Regions from separate parts of the Mus musculus genome. Here region 2 is linked to region 1. The links are chromatin contacts, called in public HiChIP or PLAC-seq maps. All regions are on one chromosome and are shown on one strand. Each heading gives the region's core, a stretch centred on a gene start, on an enhancer-like site or on the middle of the called end of the contact. The rest is flanking DNA. Distances are from core to core; before and after follow the strand shown.

Region 1 (6,538 bases), core at 1,714-4,213:
TGCGATTGTCATTATTCATGTTTAATGCCGAGTCCTGCTCAGAGCCAGCTGGCCTCATTGCCCGAGTGCCCATGAAGAGTATGTTATCATTCAAAACTGATGGCTAGCGAAACTGCGGCTCCAGGAAGGTGACTGACTTTCCCTATGTTCGGAGCACCGGGAGGACGGTTCTGATCCGAAGGCCTCAAACCAGGTGTTTTTGAGCACCTTGGCTTGCAACTGCAATAACATCGTTCAAACATATTCTTAGGTGAAGCTGTTCTCCCTTTTCAACTAAGACTAATACTCTTTGACTCTTATTGAATGTTAATACAGGCCAATTGAATAAAATGTCGCTTAGGAATGAAGACGTTTAAGTTTCATAAAAGCATAAGGTCCTTTTCGTTTTGAATCAGACTATTTACCTTTAATTTCAGTTATTACTCATCATAATGGGGTATGTGTATTCATCCCAATACAGTGATGTCTAAAGCATCTTAAATTAGATATTTGATTTTCCTACTTAATTACTAGATCTTAGAATACAAACAAGGTTTTATGAAAAACCGCCACTTTACTCTGGATTTCTTTTCAGAATATAGAGGAAAGCCAATTTTACTCTTTCCAGGTTAATTTTTGTGCATTTTTTCCCTTTAAGCTACAGAACATTTTATGAACATTTTATTTTACTGCTTAGAATATTACAACATGGGTGGGTGCGGGAGCACCCTCATAGAGGCAGGGGAAGTGGGGATGGGATAGGAGGTTTCCAGAGGGGAGAACTGGAGAGGGGATAACATTTGAAATGTAAATAAAGGAAATATCCAGTAAAAGAAAAAAAAAAGAGAAAAACCCATTTACAAGAAATAGGCCATTTGGTGAATAAAAAAAAATGTATCATAAGAAGATAACAATTAAAGCTTGCAGTTATTTTTTATTTTATATCCGGGTCATACTTTGTTTTGACGAACACTATTCTTTTCCAAATTATGTCTAGCCAAATTGTGCAGATTGTTACATCTTAATGTATCTAGGAATAGATTACACATATGTTTACAGAGAATTACCAGGATAGTAATTTGGGGGGACTTTAAATTAGTGATACAATACCTGTCTACTACATTAATTGGCTCCAATTCTATCAAAGTAAGTTACTTTTAAACAGTTCAGTCCTTCACTTTGAATAACCATGTTGTATGTGTATGGGGGACTTAAATATGCTACAACACCACAACATATATGATTTATAATTAAAATTACAAGAATAGCAACCTACAGCTTTTCAAAACCATGACCATAGAACTGTGGGGAATTTTTGAAATGAATCTGGAGACTCATGATTTAAAAGCTTAACTCTTCTTCTCTCTGTCCCATAATGTTGATCTTGGTCTGGTCTGTTCCTCTGTAATTGTTTGAATTGAATTATCCTTTATGACTGATAGTTTCTTATTAAATTACTTATTGATGTGGCTGACACTAGTTGAATAGATTCATTAAACTTCACAAGTTGTTGAAGCCTAGTGCACTGGAAAGGAAAAAAAAATGCCCTTCTTTTTAGACTTCTTAATGGACAAAAAGCGTCATGTTTTTTGAGGCCTTTTAAAGCATTTAATAAAGCATGAAAAGATATGACATCAATCCTACTGAAACACAAGAGAAAATGAATGATGTTACTGTAAATCTTTACATCAATCACATCCAATACTTTGGAAAACAATATAGTTTTGTTTGGATTTCAGAAGTGACAAACAACGTTTGTGACTGGCTTAACATAGTCACTTTCTATTAGTCAAGACCAGAAGCAAGTCAGAGTTAAAATGTGGCCCTGCGTTGCTAGGCAGCTGAGTTGTCTTGACACGGTGGTTAGTTTCCTTTTCACTGAATGACAACAGTGAAATGAAAGAAGTTTTGAAAAACTTGATAATGGTTTTCAAAGGAAACGAATAATTGGTGGTGCTCGCTTGTGCAGCACTGTGTGCAAAATTTCAGGCAGCCATGAGAGAGGACTGTCACTAAAAATTTAAAGTCTTGGACGAAAACTTGACCTAGAGTCTTCTCCAGGTTTTGGCGGTTCATTTTCCAAACACCCCTCTGAGACCAAGAGGTGCAGGATGAAAGCATTAAAACAGATGGGTAAAAGCCCCCAAAGAAAAAAAAGAACCAATGATTGTGATTTAATCCACTAATGAAAGGGAGGAATTAAGTAAAATCTTAAATATGAGCAACGTGTAAAAGACTGTTAGATCGTACCTATAACAAAAATGTATTAACCGCATGGTAGGTTACAGTCAAGCAGACGCTTGAATTAAACACATGGAATATAAAAGGGTCCACATTCACTGACTTACCCTGCATAGGATAAAGCAATTGTGCTAGCATCAGTTTTGAAGATATTCCTATCTAAAGGCTTATGGAAGTCACCACAACTTGAACATCTATTGTCTGATGTTAAAGTTAAATACAGCATATGTTTAATAAAAGCAAGCAGATTAACAAAAACATGAAGACCAAAACAAAACAGATAAAAAACAAAACAAAACAAAAATATACACACACGCGCACACACACACACACACACACACACACACACACACACACAGAGAGAGAGAGAGAGAGAGAGAGAGAGAGAGAGAGAGAGAGAAATACATGTATACGTGTTGCTCACTATTTCAGCCAAGTGCAAGAACTTTTTGTTTCACTCTCTTTGCCATTAATTTACCCAGAATTTTAAAAACTGAGCAAAATGGACTCATATTGAAAGAAAGGACCAATTAGTGTTGGATTAACATTCATGGTTATTTACAGTTGTTTTTGTACTTGTCCCTGTGCTCTGACTTCCTAAAATTTCACAACCCAAAGATTTAGAAAAATGGGGTTGTTTAGACGCAAAGTGCAATGAAGTGGCCGTGACTATTGTGTAGACACCACCTCTCTCATTATACCCTCTCAATCAACACTCAGTACACAGGAAACCGCAATAAAGCCCATCTGCCACGGTTAATCTGCAGGCAAACCCACACCCATGTCTATGCCCGTTACTCTCCAGCCTTATTATTCTCAGATCCAAAGCTTCATAAGGGATCAGCCAAAGTCCATTAAAGTAAATAATAGCCAGAAATGACAGGCTTAGCAAGGATTGGGAGGAAGTTGAACACCAATCTGAGCTCTGAGCTCTGATTAATAGAGAAAAGCATTAGGAGAAAAGGGGAGAAAAATGACCTCAGTCTGCTCCAAAGAATTCCTGAACCTTCGTTGTTAGGGCAAGTGCTACCATCTGAGACGTTAGTGATCCTTGAATTTCCTTCACTTTGATGCAGCTCAAATGGGAAAATTCTGAAGGTTCAGCAAGGTCCCAGACCTCAGCTGGAGAGCTGTCTGGAGTCAACCCTGTCAAAATTCTCTTGTGCAAGAGAAAGCCTTTATTAGCTAGATTGCAACAACAACAATAACAACACCCACAAATGCGCTACACGGTCTCATAAGGAGGCCTGCCTGTGCTCTAAATTGCCTATGCATTTATTGTTTCCTTGTTCATAGTCAGTTTTTAAAAGTCTCCAAACAAATGCACTAAAATAAAACAATAGGGATTCTTAAAATGAATGTTTTGCAGGAGGAACTAGCTGAATTTAGTGTGCTGATAGGCAAGTAGGTCTGTATTCCTGTGTGTGGGGTGGAGTAGTCAAGCACTTATTCAATTTAATTTTAAAATGTGGTATTTCTTTTCATCATACAACGAAGGGGAAACAAACCTTCGCAAGCATTTTAAAATCTGTTCAGTCAAGTAAAAATCTTAAAATATAGCAGATATTATAACTGTAGGTTTTTATATAAATTGACTGGTTGGGGGTGGTACAAGAAACAACACAATCCTCAAATTAGCTGAAAATTTCTTTCCCCGCCACTTAAATGTAAATACCTTTTGAACTTCTGTTTGGTTTGTTTCTTAATGTAAGTGGTCTGGGAGGGTCACACCCCACCCCACCTTTCTCCCCACATAGGCATATTTGCTCTTGAAATGGGACAGGTTTAGTTTGGAATTTTGCTACAGCTCTTCACAAAGCTCTGAAGAAATTTGTGTCTGCTAGATACCGTCTGTGGTCAGGAAGAATTCACTTCGATCTGCTCCATGATTTTTTTTTAAATACTTGTACAAAACCGTATTTGTTTTACAAAACGCAGACTGAGATGAGAGTCCTGGCGAGAACTCTCAGAAACTGGGAGGCTTTTTAAAGTAAGAGAAACTAACGGCACAGCTCTGCCTGCCTCTGCGAGATCCCAGTCTGAAGGGCAGACTGCATTTGGCACAGACAAGCAAATGCACGAAAGACCCCAGTGGTTTCTCAGGAAGATGGTAATGATCCTGACGAGGACTGGATATCGGGGAGGCTCACCTTCAAATGCATTTTTCATTCAAGTTTATATTGTAGCATGCAAATTTCGTAAATAAAGTGAAGAGGTAAGGGCAAGAACTGCGGCTAAATGATGGTGTATCGCAGACACTGCTGACGACTTGGTTAATGCACTCTTGATGCACATGTGGTACAATTTTCATATTTTAATCTTAAGCAGAGGACAAGAAATGACAATTATGAAAAGACAAAAGAGATGCCACCAGGAGCTGTAATTGCTAACCAGGCTGTCCAAAGATGGCAAAAGACATATGAAATCAATATTAAGTTTTCCACAAATGCAGGTATCCCGACAAGGAAATCATAGAACATCATTATAAGCAAATTCTAATACAATTTGGACAGTTTTAAAGAACACAGGATGAGCACAGAAGTTAAGGCTAACTTGCCCTCTGCCACTTTAGCTGAATTCTTGCAGAGGACAAAAGAATCCTGTGAATCATGGTTATGTATTTAGTAAGGATGTAAGCAGTGGTGGCTTTAATATATAAGTACCACCTCTCCCTCAAAATTTAAAGTATTAAAATCAGAAGGAAATTAAGTAGTTCTACTATGCAGTTATAAAAAGTTGAAATTCAGTTGGTTTAATATACAAAGAAGTAAAATGCTTTGCAAGTAAAACAACATCCTAACCATAAAAAGGACTCATAATTAAACACCGAAAAGAAGTTAACGATGAAGTTAACATCATTAAAAGCATTAATAGTAAGACTATTAAATATACACCTTAGGTGTAAACATTGAAATAGAAAGAAAATGGATCAGAAAATAAAAAAGAACTTCAAAGACAAGGTGTATTCAAAGTAAATATACCAATGTACTTTGCTTTTTAAGTTAGGTTTTGCATCTCAGGCTCCAGCTTTAGATCACAGTACAAGCATTTTTGAGAAAGTTAGGTCTGATTCTGCTCACATATCTCTGGGCTTTTTGGTTACCTTTGTGGGAAAGGAGCACACAGCAAAAAGGCTTGCGGTAGTTGTGGTGGTTATGGCTGTTTTTAAGGAAATCTTTTTTTGACCTTTTTCATTCCTTCAGAAATGGTTTTACATCTTTATAGAAATGACCGGAAGTATTGCTAACCCAGCTGAACATTTAAAACCTTTAATGAAATGAAATGTTTAGGATTTTCTCTCCTATCTTCTCATGATTCCTGTAATCAAGCTTCATTTTCAATTCAGACTTCTCCACCACTACACAGAATGCAATAGGAAACAATAACTTTCAATGTTGTGTGAAAATGCTATATTTGGAGTTCAGATTCAATGATTCTGAGAGTGACTTGGTTCTGGACACGTGTCATCACGCTCAAAGGCTCTTTCTGTGAGTGTGGTGATGGTGAGCATCAAACCCAAAACACGTGGATTGTTTGCTGTGTGCCTTTACACTTCCGAAGAACTTCGCCCCCTTGCACGTCACCTTCATGCCAGCAGACTTCTGTACATTCCCAAGTTATCTCGGACTTGGCATAAATAAAAAGAAAATACAGCCTATGCATGTAAAATATGCTTAAGGTCAATTAAAGGCATGACATCATATTTACATATCACAAAATACATGCTATATATGCATGTATATTATTTATGCATGCATATTATATCATATAATAACAAATGTGCGATGTCACACAGCATGAGTAAGATAGTAACTGGACTTGTGGTCTTGACATTTCTATTTTTATGGTTAGTACAAAGTAACTGAAATTTTAATGCTACTTTAATATAAGAAGGGTCTTAATAATAAATTCACTTTGTATTTATATATTAAATTATTTTTCTAAAAGGTCTGCACTAATATGTACAGTGGAATTGATTTGCTATAAATTTTAATATGACAAATTATCTTTTGACACAGCATATTACCAACACATTGAACTGCATTCTTTTCTATGTAGGAGAACAGTAGTTAAAAGAAAAGATATTGCCTTTTTCTTTTATGGAATACGAAGAAACTGGGGGCTGTTGATTATTTTAAAAATAATAAGAACCTTCAAATTCTCTATATGAGACTGTGTTATGGACTTTACATTAACCACAAGGTGTTTCTAATCTTTTAATTCTCTACATTTTCCCTGGTTTCATCCCTATATTTCAATTAATAATGACTATGAACGCAGTACCATATTTGGAGACTTCCAAAACACTCATTAGTAT
Region 2 (6,538 bases), core at 2,084-4,583, 840 kb after region 1:
GGGATTCAAAGTGTGTATCTCCATGCCCAGGTATTCAATTTTATATACACATTGAGATAAAATGTTCTCAAGGGAAAGATCAAATATTCTAACTTCATAATCAAGGGGTCACTTTGAAACTAGTATAAAATTGAGAAAAGTCAACCCATATAACTCTGAGGGAGACACCACACTGTTTATTAATATAGTATTAGACATGGCGGAGAGAGAAAATTAATACATGTCTGATAGTCCCAGTCTGGAATTGTTACCTCAAACCATAATAATTGATTACAAGAGTTCATTTGTCTAATGGAGACACAGAAGCAAACTGGAGGATACCCGTTCTTTGATGCAAGCTTCAATCTAACATGGGAGATTCTGTCATTTCCATAAGAGAAGTCTGAGAACTATACAGGGAAAATTTTGTTAGTTTTTGAATTTTAATTTTTACTATTTCTGTGTTATAGCACTTGTATGTTAGAAGTAATTTAAAATAAGTGCATTTATGAAACTACAATTTTTATTAATATATGTTTTTCTTAATTTAATTTTTGAAAATTAACTTTTGATTTACTTTGAACAGGATCCTATTCTAAGGTTATTGATTTTTATTTTGTTCTTGTTATTTATTTTTAAAGCTTAGTAACTCTACTAAATCATCATGGGAACATCATTGAAAACCATAACAGTATCATTTTCTGTCTTGCTTAGATGATTGTGTCTTTGTAAAAGCTTGTGTTGCTAAATAATTTTATAATAAATATCACATTCCTTTCTCATGTTTCAATGGTGAAAGCATCTCCAGTGGGTTTTTTTCTTTCTTCCCTTTGTTTTGTGTTAAAAGAAGGGAAAACTCACAAGACATAGCTTTTTTCTTTCTTGACAATTGCTTGAGGAAAATTGTAATAAACAGCACAAGTTCCTTGTGTAACGGTTGAAAGCCAACTGTTTTGTAGAAAATAGAGTGTAGCTGGGTCTTTACAAGGCCTGGCTTATAAAGACCCCAGCCTCTGAAATGAAACTTTCTTCTTCCTCTTTTTTTTTTTTTTTTTTTTTTTTTTTTTGCTGGATGAACAGCCTAATGTTCCATGCACTGTACTAGAAGCAGCATTTTATGCAACATTGAAAGAGTCAATTAATTTGCATAATTTCATGAGTATTACCATGACTTTAAGGTAGGCTAGCTTGCTTGAGAGCCTCATCTGCCCAATATTTTCTTTTTTGCCATTTTGACAAATTAATCATTTTTAAAAACAATTAATTATACTTATGACAAACTGAACCCTATACCCAAGGGTCCTAAATTTTTATAGTAGAAATCTAATATTAATGTGAATAAGGTCAGTGATTTAGTGAGCACCTTAACAGTCAACAATGCCTAAGGCTGAACAAAATTAATATTTTGTTTCCCATCTGGAGACTTCAGCAAAATTAATGAGGAAGGGGCTTTATTGTAATATATAATAGATACAAACTGACTATTTTGAAACTGAGCACTCTGTTTATAGGAGAACCCAGCTACTTTATATATTTCTCTCCAGAATGGTTTGTCAGAGTCTGAGTTCCTCTGGAAGAAAAGACCTGAGTGAGCCCCAACTACTTCTAAAAACTTGCCTAGATATTAATCTAGCGATCAATGTGAGTTTTCAAACATAAAAATGTAATTAATCATACTATTAAATACTTGTAAAAATAACCAAATATTAAGCATTAAATATTAATTTTTACAACAACCAGATATGCTAACATACAAATCTTCTCATGAGAATTTGTTTTCAGTTTCTCAAAGGAATTTGATGCTGATCTTATCACTACAAAGAATTAAAAAAAACTTGCTTCATTTGTTTTTGAAACTTTGAAGTTATGGTAATGCTTAGTGATATTTCTAGGAAAAATCTGTACCACAATAATACTTAGAAATTATGGAAACCAATAGGATGACTCTAGTCTAATATTTCTGCTATGTGGTTCCATAAAATTTCTCAGGCCCAACTTTATCTGTAAACACGTTATGTTTAATGCAGGTGGTTATATTTATGTGCATTTCTAAGGAGTTAAAAAAGCCATTTCAGAATCATTTGTCTTTATTGTTCATAGTAACACCAGCATTAATAAAGTTTTATTCTTATTTGCATTTTACGTTTCCACTAATAGCCTTAAAAGGTCTTTTCATCTTTGTAAAGAACTGCTGGTAAGCACAGAGTTAGGCAATGTGGTAAATATGTATGCGTTAGCAGTGTAGCTTGAGTAGTCAGTGCACGTACATTTATTTTGCTTATATAAAAAGCACCGACAAAGAACTCTTGCAGCATCTGGGGCAATTGTTAAGTAGCACTATAGCTGAGCCCATTGGTACAACTGTTATCTCTCCTGTCACAAAGTTCATGGTAATGTGTACTTAATTTTTGGTAATAAATACACATTTAAATTTAAAGAGCCAATTACTTCGTAAATTTCTAGAATTTACTCAGCACAACAAATTATTTTGCATTGCTTTTGTGAAGTTACACAGTGAGTATTGCAGATCTTATATTTTGTAAGCAAAATTTTTCTTCCAAACCTTAAAAAAACAAAGCATTTACATTCGGTGCAAATCTGCATTATTAATTCACTGTAAAATAGATCCAGTTGGAGTACTTGTTTTTGCATTAAATTAAGTCTTTGATGTTCTTTAATGCTTTGATTTAGCTTCTAATTTGTCAGAGCACAAATGCACCAGCAGCTGTTGAAAATACCACTTTGGCAGTACTAGTCCTGGCTGACAAAACCCGAACAAGTCATCTTCCTATCTGGATGCACAAAATAGCATTGAAAAAGTAGTCATTGCTTTGAAGTATCACTTCAATTATAGGTTTTAACCTCACAGGTCACAGTTAGATTATTTATACAATGCCAGAGTAATTCTGCCTCAATTTTAGGCTTTCTATGTGTCCAGAATGTTCACCAGCTCCACCAGGGGAAATTTCAACTGGCAGCTATGGTGGCGCTGACCTGTATTTGATAGGGTTAGACTGCATTTGGCTGATTCCTGTATATTCTGTGCATTATTTAAGTTTCTAGAATGTATTTAATAGCAAAAGGAAACTACACTAGGATTTTCTCTTTCAAAGACCACAAGCCTAAGATGACTTTTTTATCACATGGTAATAATGAGTCCATCAACTATGTGTTACATATGTATGGATGTATATTTAGCCTGTGAGCCATCTTATTTGAAAACCTCTAATAATTTTGGAATCTTTCATTGTAAATTTAGTCATGTGTCTCTTTCCACTTGGGTTAAATGCCAGCGTTGATGCTTGACAGTAAAAATGGACAAATCTACCATGCTGGTTAAATTGTCTAAATTTATTACATTAGACATTTCTTGGCAAATGCATCTGCCAGCAGGAAATTTAAATGCTACTTTTGTATTAAGGCAACTGGCTCTGCCATTTCTCGCTTTTTGATAACATTCTGTCTGATATTTGCATTAAAAAAGATGTTTTATAGAAGAGCAGGTTTTCGAAGTCCTTGGGCTGATAACAATTGATTAAAAGGAAGTGCCTATGATCTTGAAGATCAAAATAGAAGCACTCACTTGCCTGTGGGAATTGAATATAAGTTGTATTTCTTATGATCTTTTGAGACAAGGACTCATTCTACAGTACAAGATGGCATAGAACTCTTTCTGTCTTCTAGGTTAGTCTTAGACTCTCAGAAATTCTCTCACCTTAGCCTCCTGAGTGCTGGAATTAAAGATATGAGCCAGCTCATCTAGACTGTTTCTTTTGATTTGAAGATACAAAATTTTATAGTTAGGCAAATCGGAACCTTATACACTGTATATGTACACACCGATGTCTTTTGTTGCTCTATTTATAATACATAAACTATGGAACCAATCTAGGTGTCCCAAACCAGAAAAAAAAAACACTAAAGAAAATATGGCAAATGTACATAATGAAACTTTTTTCTTCTATAAAGAAGAATAAAGAATAAAGTTATGTTGTTTGAAAGAAAGTGGATATAATTAGATATAATATATCAAACCATTATCAGAAAGATACATATGTGTTTTTCTCTTTTATGTAATTTAGATTTTGTATAGATACCTACAATTGTGTATTTATATATGAGTTTAAAATAGAAATGGAACTGTCAGGGAGAACAGGAAGAACTAGTAGAAGGGAAGAAGAGAGAGGGTTAAAAGATATGGAGGTTATGCTCAATGTATAGTACATACTGTATAATTATATCATTGCATAGTGCCGTGTACAATAGATACATAGCAGGAAAATGAAAATGCTTCTAACTTTACTAGTTAATAAACTCTAGTACAAGTGTTTTTGGGTTTCCTAAAATATATGCTTTTTTATGTTATTGATTATATAGAAGAAAATATATTGATGCCTTTTCCTATGTTCTCTTATTGTTAAAATCAATGCCCACATCAAATTTTGAGTAGTTTGAACTGTTATAAAGTTCAGAAATCCGGGATTCTTTGTAAGTTTCTTTACATATAACATTTTGAGAAATTATAAAAATGAGACTTTGTCACTCAGCTTACTTATAATCACAAAACTGCAGATAGCATTTAAAAAAAAACAATGCAGCTAGATACTTGCATGTTTGAAGAAGAAAAAGAAATAAAAATAAGTCAACTCTTTAGACTCTTCCACTTGCTTATTTTACTTAGAAATAACATATAACATTCACATTACTTCAAAACTGATGTAGTAAAGTGCACTTGAATAATACATCGCAGTCCTGACCGGAAGATGTTTGCTTACCCACATAAAGTAATTCGCTTCTTAGCACAGCTGGGTTCCCTTTTGCCAGTGTTTTATTTTTTATGAAGTAAAGAGAAACATTATTTTTTTGTAAACCAATGTTTTAATCTAATTGATGACAAGCCAATGGCCTTGAATAGCAATGGCTGCTACAAACCACTTCTCAATTTGCACATTTTAGGGCCTACTAAGCTGGAGAACCGAAGCATGAGGCAAATGAAAAAATATGAAGTTCATAATCTAAGGAGACCTGCATGTGTACAGCCATAAAAGCCACAACTGCCAGCTCAGGTGGAAAAATGTTGAAGTGAGAAATGTATTCAATAAATAGAAAACACAGCATGGAGCTGGAAAGTGTGCATGAGAAACTGGTTAGGGGATGCGAGTAATGGAAACGGAAACAGATGGAGCATGAGTGTACATTAAACAGTAGTGTTCATGGCTTGTGACATAAAGAATTCCACCGGGAGTCTAATTCTTAACTATCTTCAAATTCATTCAATTTAAAATATCATGGTCTTGTTATCATCTAATTTTGCAGAAATTTTATTGAAAGCATTATTGTGATGAACTACATTTCATAGTTGAAAATGCTTGCTGACAGAATAGACTAAACCTTGAAGGTTGATAATTTGCTACTGCCGTAACTTTCTCAAGTTCTGCTTACTTTGTGGTGGGCACAGCCATTCCAGAGCATGTGCTTGGACTGCTTCTGCTGTCTAAGGTCACACAGGAATCATAGACCCATGGTGCTTGCAGGAAGAGAATGCCATGAGAGTTAGTTTCTCCAAGACACTCCAGACCACATATTGAATATGTCGGTGTTGCCACAATACAGAGTTTTTTGTACTATGAAATAATAAAATAAAAGAAAGCTTCAAAGCCGATATGAAGCCCCACAGCTTCTGAATGGCTATTATAATTATATAGAAGTTCATTTAGATGCATAGATTCTGGGTCTAGTTAATTTACATGTGGGTTTAAAAAATGCAACTTAAAATAATAAAGCATAAATTATAAATAACAAAATAAAAGGGATATGGTATTGACTGGTATTCCCAAATGCACATTTTTTGCTACTTTGATAAAATGCATCAGCATTCTACTTTTGGGGAGTTTTCATCCACCCATTGGCTGGCTGAGATAGGATGTACTATGAGGAGGTCCACCATCTTCATCTGACCATTCTCATGGTGCTATTTGGTGGACAGTTTACATTTAATAGTCCATGATTGAGTCACATGGCCATAGTTTGTAAACTCTATTTCTGCAAGATTTTTTTTGTATTTTCATATTTTTAAGCGATGGACCAGAAGTATATTATTCTTTATTTAAATGAATAATGATTTTTCTTGTACTCTTTTATACCTTGGCAGAATAGAATAGACAGAAAAATGAACATATATAGAGAACTATTGTAATTTGAAAGATTAAAACCACAACACATCACCTATATTTTTATTTATAGTTTTTTCTTTTATGTTCTTATTTCATTTTTTGATATTTTAATATAATTACAGCATTTCACTTTTACATTTTCTCCCTCCAAACTCTCCCATATAATTTCTCACTCCTCTTCACTCTCCTTCAAATTCATTACACTATTTGTTTTTTTTTTACACTATTTGTTGTTACATGCATATATAGACATATTTATTCCCAAATATAATCTGCTTGGTCTATGTAATATTATTTGCACCTCTACATTTAGGGCTGACCTCAATGCTTTTGGTCCTGGAAAACCAAGTGGTGTGCCCTCCTTTGGGGATAACGACATTTCCTGA

Evidence for each region. HiChIP or PLAC-seq counts read pairs in DNA pulled down with a chosen protein or histone mark.
Region 2: a contact with region 1 is called in an H3K4me3 HiChIP or PLAC-seq map of embryonic basal ganglia, with 6 times the contacts expected there. The contact joins two enhancer-like sites. A contact is called at or near these places in 1 of 484 Hi-C or Micro-C datasets (cerebellum), 2 of 115 datasets of contacts at active chromatin or transcription factors (astrocytes and embryonic basal ganglia) and 2 of 9 other capture datasets (embryonic tail and embryonic trunk).

Annotation. Positions count from the first base shown.
Region 1 is chr9:90,690,173-90,696,710 of GRCm38.p6, forward strand. All of the region lies in intron 1 of Gm30905 (a long non-coding RNA gene), which reads right to left. Among named protein-coding and RNA genes, the nearest start is that of Gm30905, 12 kb to the right of the region's middle. Within about 2 kb of position 2,964, at least 25 of the 459 cell types and tissues checked have an H3K27ac peak or open chromatin away from gene starts, as enhancers often do. A contact at or near this core is called in cerebellum and embryonic basal ganglia, where this site is marked.
Region 2 is chr9:91,526,323-91,532,860 of GRCm38.p6, forward strand. All of the region lies in intron 1 of Gm29478 (a long non-coding RNA gene), which reads left to right. Among named protein-coding and RNA genes, the nearest start is that of Gm29478, 130 kb to the left of the region's middle. Within about 2 kb of position 3,334, at least 3 of the 459 cell types and tissues checked have an H3K27ac peak or open chromatin away from gene starts, as enhancers often do. A contact at or near this core is called in cerebellum and embryonic basal ganglia, where this site is marked.